2 separate regions of the Gossypium hirsutum genome follow, and region 1 is linked to region 2. Evidence: chromatin contacts called from public Hi-C data. All regions are on one chromosome and are shown on one strand. Each heading gives the region's core, a stretch centred on a gene start, on an enhancer-like site or on the middle of the called end of the contact. The rest is flanking DNA. Distances are from core to core; before and after follow the strand shown.

Region 1 (3,767 bases), core at 964-3,463, 770 kb after region 2:
TATACTTCATGTTCATTTTTCGACCCATGTTTGGGGTTCATTACTAACCTTTCCAATAATGTTGACTTCAAGATTCGAACCTGCGTTGAGTCGAGTCGACTTAAGGTGTAAAAATTCTTGTCTAAACCTAACCTAAATGAGACCAGGCTGAGCAGACTACTCAATCCTTAAACAAGTCTAATTTTAACTATTCAAGCAAAATAAAATGTAATCATTTACTCTTTTTTTTAGCTTTCCACCTTTTTACTTTCTTTTTTTTTAATCCAAATATGGTGTAAATTTTGATTCAATTCCTTAGGAAAAAATATAAAATAAAATAAAAATCTATATTATACATTGAAAAAAAACCCTAAGGGATTGTATATCCGTTAGTGGAATTTTGTTCCACTAAAAATGTGTACTACTCAACTTATAATAATCTATACTATTAATAAAAATTTTAATTGACTTGATGGTATGAGTTAATCGAGTATTAACCCTGTTAGAAAATTATAAAAGTAATCTTTCATATTTAGAATAAGTTATATTATTCGAGGGTATTTTAGTCTTTTTAATTAAAAAAAAACAATAATATGCATATGATGGTATTTGAACTCATTTATATGCATACACATGTTCATGTGATAAGATTTCTATTAATAATATATTTGATTGAGTTGGTGCCACAAGTTAACTTGACACCGACTCAAGATAGATGACAACACAATGATAAATAATTTAATCTAATTTGTTTTAATATTAATATCGTGCATATTTCATGTGTTATTATTAATTAATTTCAAACTATAGGTTCCATTATTAATTTATATATATATTTTTAACACACTTTTGTATTATCAATTTGTGGTTTCCACATGCATACGCATGTGATAGGAGTTCTAGTTTTTTTTTTGGTGACCTAACTTTTAAAATATTCAAAATGATCACCCAATTAATTTGTTTTTTTTTTGGTCCATTTTCGCTATGACAGTTCATTTTTTTGACGAAAGGGAGAGGTGAAAATTAAAAAATTAATATAATAATAAATTTAGCCCTAAAATTTTACATTAGTTATAATTTTTTTTAAAAATTAACTCTTGAAATTTACATATTGTTTCAATTTGGTCCTAATTCTAATATATATATAAATACATAAATATTTAAATTATAAAAAAATTACAAAATCAATCTACTTCTATATATACAAAATTTAATCCACTTTTTATTTAAAATCCTTTTTTACAACGAATTAAGTACCCAACCAACGTGGAAAAATGGAACGCTCATATCATTAAACAAAAGAGGAAATTAATAAAAAAAATTTACAATTTCCAGTACATGCATAAACAACAATCAACTCCACTCCCTAAAAAAATTTGACAAATTGGCCGACTCCTTTAAATTTCTCCTTCCGATGTCGAAATTTTTCAAATTTGACTTTAAACCTACTTTCAGATTCAGCAAATCGCCATCCATGTTTCCTTTTTCTTTTTTTTTATTTTTATTTCCTTGCTGCAAAACACAAATTTAGCTTCATGCATTGACATGTTGTTGTCTTCTTTAGCCCCTAGGGAGGCCATTAGGGTATTTTCTTTAGTATAAAACCCAAAGGCATAGTGCCATCGCGTGGGTTGAAGCTCAAAGGTGGAAGGGAGGCTTGTGCCTACGGTTGTCAGTTGTTTATCAAATTGATGAGAGGTCTAACTAAATTGGCTTGGTGTGCAATTTGCTACCCACTAATTTCTTTTGTTTTACATTAAAATAAAAATCATTTTAGCTCTCATTTTATTTTATTTTATTTTACCTTTTCTAGCCATTCAAGTTGCATTATTCGTCAAATTATTCCAAAATGAATGAAAAAGTTCATGTCTGTTAACTTTACTGATGTGGTATCCACGCGATAGTTCATGTGTATATCATATTAGTAATTAATTAATTCTTAAAATTAAAAATATTAAAATATTTTTATAATTTTTTAATAATTTTTTATTTTTCAAAAATAATTTTTTATTATTTTTTGAATTTTTTAAAATTAAAAAATAATTAATTATTGACATGATATTCATGTGGCAATCCATGTTTAAGCCACGTTAGCAAAGCTAATAAGCATTAATTTTTCATTCATTTTAGAATGATTTGATAAATAACATAAGTTCAAGGGTTAAAATGGACAAAAAGAATTAAATAAAGGACTAAAATGATGTCTTATAAAATTAGAGATCCAAATAAGTTATTATACCTCTTCAAAAATTTCCTTGAAAAGATTCACGACCCACCGCTCTCATCTCTCCACCCAAGTTCTCTCTTGCCTTCAGGTTTGGAGCAGACCAGGAAGTTAAATAAGGTAATTTTTGAAACCCTAAGTTTGATTATAAGATTTCTACTTGAGTCTATAGATTCCGAGTTATGGCTCGGTTTCTGTTTTCTGCTTTGTTCTGTATTTGATTTTCTGTTTTAGCTGCTACTGCTTCTTACTCTGTCTCATGGTGTATGAATGTTGCTTTTGTCAATTAATTTGATGTTTCAGAAGAATCATTTTTATTTCGAGGGTTTAGGGGTTATTAAATGTTTCCTTGTTTATCTATATGTTTTGACTATTTTTACGAATGCTGCGATTAATCACTTTTATTTGTTCTGTGATATGATATAGCAAGTACTGAACGAATACGAATTGGATGCAAAAGTCGAAGAATATCATGTTGGGAGTAGAACAGCATCTTAATTTTTCATTTGACAGAGCAAGTTGAAGATGATATGATAATTGTGTCCATGTTTGAGGTAAGCTAACATCGACCAATGCATCTGTAAATGGCTCTGTTGAGTAGGAAACTTCAGTCCTTTTTAGTTTCTTCATCAATCACCAACAGTCCTTCATTTGCAGTAACCAAAACCATCATTATCCCCTCCCAATTGCTCTTGCAATCTAACAATGACTCGAATGTTAGTTTTATCTCTGATTTATTCAAGAAAACCCATAACTGGGATACTCTCACTAGAACTTTATCTTCAGTCCAATTAACCCATTCCCTTGTTCAACAAGTACTGCTCCAACTCAAGCTGCCTGAGCATGCAAGATCGGCTTTAAATTTCTTTTACTGGTCTGCAAAGACCCAAAACTTCCAACACCAGATTTACTCTTACTGCATTGCAATTCATATTGTAGTTCATGCCCAACAATTAGCTGAAGCTAAGATATTGATCCAATCAGCTTTGAAAACAAGTGAATCCAATTCAACTAGATTTTGTCTTGTGGAATCTTTACTGGGTAGTTACAAAGTTGTTGATTCAAGTCCTGTGGTGTTCGATTTGTTGGTTCAGGCATATGCAAAGTTGAAAATGTTTGAGGATGGTTTTGAGGTTTCTTGTTACTTGGAGAATCATGGGTTTTGTTTGAACTTGTCAAGTTTCAATGCCTTGCTTCATGGGATGCAAAAATCTGGTGAAAATGCAATGGTTTGGAAGGTTTATGGGCATATGATTCGCAATAGGAAATACCCCAATGAAATTACGGTAAGGACGATGATTGGTGCTTTGTGTAAAGAAGGGAAGTTGCAAGTTGTGGTGAATTTGTTGGATAGGATTCATGGTAAGAGATGCTCTCCAATAGTTATTGTTAATACGAACTTGGTGTTTAAGGTTATAGAAGAGGGTAGAATTGAAGAGGGTATGGAATTATTGAAGAGAATGTTGCAAAAGAACTTGATTCTCGATACCATTGCTTCCTCTTTCATTGTTTATACTAAATTGAAGCTTGGGAATTTGGAATCAGCATGGGAGGTGTATGATGA
Region 2 (3,332 bases), core at 323-2,822:
CATTCCCACCTAGATAATCAGAAGTAATATACAAAGCAACATCATGACCTGTCTGCACCGAAAACTTCACAGGAACCCCTCTTTCCACTCTCAAAACTGGAGCCTCCTTCTTATTAATATACAAAACCTTTGATGGATTTGGTGGATTTGGATAATGCAACGCCTCCCCAGTCGTAACAACAAGCGGAACTTTTGCACTGGCAATAATCAAATCTTGGTCCTGCTTATCATCAGCATCCAATGGCCCGAAACAATCATCCACATTCTCTGAAACATTAAGCCTCAAATGTCCATATGCAACCATCATTGGACCCCCGTGATTTTGGGGCAAATAATATGGCCGGATAGTATCAGGCGGTTTCATCAACCCTAATGCCCAAATAACCGTCATTTCCTCGGTAGGATTCACAGGCAAATCGTATTTACCATCCGACGAATTCAATGGTTTCCTAAACCTAATAAAGGAAACCCCATCTCTCCTATGTCCATAAACCAACTTAGTATTATTTAGCGTCATGCCGTTGGTGGTATTCTCATAAACTACATCAGGACAAACACCTACGGCTGAACCATCTTTACCATGCAACATACACTCACTATAACTCGTAATGTAAAAATCATCAACAAAGGGCCTACCTTCCTCCGTAAAAGCCGCCACCGCGATGTCTGCTCCTAACATCAGCTCCTTGGTTCTATTCGGATTCGCCCACCCAAACGCCATGTAATTCATCGTCTTGGTCGCCGCTTCGAGCCCGATCTCGATCCAATTGTCCTCCACATTCAAGCTCCACCGAACCCTATAATTACCCGACAAGTTCTTGCAGTTATCGAACATTGTATGTACCCTGCCTGGATACAAATCCGACCCGTTGGTGGGGAGGGTGAGGTGGCCAAAGTCCGATAAGGTGGTGACGTCCCAGACGGAGAGAACTTTGATCTGGTCCCAGGTGACGTTGGGGAGTAATTGGATCGAAAACGACGCGTTTTTGTAAGTTGTTTGGTTGAGGCAGTGATCGGAAATCGGGAACCCACGGGTGATGTTAGAGAAATCGACGGCGACCGCCCCCCAGAAAACGACGTCGGAAGAACCGGATAACATGTCAAATCTGGATACTTGGAAAGAACAATCATCGAGGATTTTGAAATGGCCTCTCAGTTGGTGTTGGACCATGGTGAAATTGGATTCGAAGCCGATTAGGGAGCTCGTGTTGGAGCATTTCGTACCGGAATCCGCATTGCAGAAGAAGATGAAGGAATTGATGAGAAAGAGTAGGAGTAAAAGGGATGATTTGGAATTGTACATTCGGATCGAATGGCAAGTGATTAGAAAGAACCCAAAATTTATGTTTAAAGAGAAATAGATGTTTAAAAAGAAAGCAAGAAAAAAGGAGGAGCGAGTAATGGGGCGGTGGTGGCTCGGTGGAGACGTGAGTGGTCAACTCGTCAATTTTGTTGGTTTGTTCGTGGTTTTTTAAAAGTCCTCTGGGGTTTTTCTTTTGGGGGAAGAGGGAAGGCCATGAGAGGTAAATGGCAATTTCGTGATTTTATTAGGCGTATTTGAAACAATCGCCGAATCACGTCAGTGCTGACATTCTTATGCTCAATTTAGATTATTCGTTAAACAATACTTGGATTCTTTTTTCTTGTTAAAACCTCAAAAATTACCCCAACTTTATTTATTTATTTAGTCTTTATTCTAAAAAAATTAATTATCATTTATATATAGTTTAATCTTTTTTTTAATTTTACTTTTCTTTATAACTATTCCACCTGAAAAGTTAAAAAAATATTAACTAAAATAAATAAAAGAAAAATATAAAAATAGAAACGCCCAAAAACTCAATCATAATTTTCACTTTTTCTCATTATTTTCTTTTGTTACTCTAATTTTCCATTAGTGAATTGAACACTGACAATCGAGATGATCTAGTTTTCGTTGTTCACTGTTCATCGGTTTCATAAGATTTACACTTTAATTATTCAACATTGCTTCGTTTGAGCTATTTTGTTATAGTCGTTGTTGTCATTATTACTTTTTCTAGTGAATATAGAGAGCCTCACCACTCGTTTAATTAATCCACTATTAAAAGAAAAATGAAAATGCCTTTAAAATCATCACTTAGCCAAGCATGAAGAATGGATAAGATGAATGGCTTGGGACTCAGGAGTTCAAAAAGAGATATGAATGAACTTATATTATTGGACACTGGAGTTGACAACAAATGACGGATTTCGATGGTAAATAGGAGCGATTAGAGTACTACCATTTTGTCCCTTTGAGACGTCATTCTTGCATCTAACTCAATGGAAAAATGAAGAATAATAAGAAGAAACAAAATGACCCAAAATTTTTAAAATAGCCAATTCAATTAATTGAAAATAAAAAAATAGCCACTTCATTAATTCAACCCAATTTTATGTCTAATAATTTCAAAAAAAAATTTAGCTTTAATTTACTTCATTAAGACAACCAGCTCAAGTAAACAAAAAATGAGTTATTTATTATTGAGAGATAATAAGTTTCAACCATTTGAAGTACAAGGAAAGCAATGTATTTGGGGATTATTTAGTTTAATAATAAACAAGATTTTTAAAATTATTTTTTTCTTTGTTTCTAATTTACACATTGTCTATTGCATTATATTTTCATGTTAAAAATAGTACAAAATTAGGCAATGAGCAAACATTGAGAGCTATTTTCTTTTAAGATAAGGCTAAATTAATATAAAGTGTGAATGTTAAAGGGTTAAAATTGCTATTATGTTAATTTTAAAAGCTTATACATCATTTTTTCGTTAGTCATTTAACAACCGATAACCAAAAAAAGGAAAAAAAAATCAAATAGTTGGGTAACAGTTTTGTAACTTTTCATTATTGAGTGGCCAACAAAGAAATTTACTAATAGTTGGGTGACTACTAGTGTAGTTTATCCCTTTTTTATACATAAAAATAATTATATTTGCCCATTAAGAAAAAAAAAAGTAGATTTATTTATTTTTTGAATATGTATAATTTGATCAAAATCAAAATTTCATATATATAATTGAATCAAAATAAAAATTCCATATGTATCAAATCAATCCAACCAAAAATATATATGTATCAAATCGAAGTTAATATTATATAGTTAGTCAAAATTTCATTTGTAATTTCAAGATTTATCTCATTATAACTAATACATACTTGAATTAGACCTATCTATACTATTGTTAGTGTTCTTCTTTGTTTTCCCAAAGAGTTTCTTCTCTCATTTTGTTCTCTTACCTTAGTTCTTTGTTGGGCTTCCTAACGCGACTTGTTTCCTCCTCAAAGCTTTTTCCCTAACCATTTCC

The links. A called contact is a pair of places that touch in the nucleus more often than the background predicts.
Region 1: a Hi-C map of leaf shows a contact between it and region 2, with 2.0 times the contacts expected there. The contact joins the promoter of LOC107948814 here to the promoter of LOC107948796 in region 2. A contact is called at or near these places in 3 of 34 Hi-C or Micro-C datasets (anther and leaf).

Annotation. Positions count from the first base shown.
Region 1 is chrA04:11,160,248-11,164,014 of Gossypium_hirsutum_v2.1, forward strand. LOC107948814 (pentatricopeptide repeat-containing protein At1g66345, mitochondrial) reads left to right here and starts at 2,214. Exons shown (of 3, transcript XM_041110917.1): 1 at 2,214-2,323; 2 at 2,630-2,757; 3 at 3,298-3,767. The coding sequence starts at 2,734.
Region 2 is chrA04:10,389,037-10,392,368 of Gossypium_hirsutum_v2.1, forward strand. It overlaps LOC107948796 (cytochrome b561, DM13 and DOMON domain-containing protein At5g54830), which reads right to left and starts at 1,573. Exons shown (of 1, transcript XM_016883444.2): 1 at 1-1,573. The coding sequence starts at 1,303.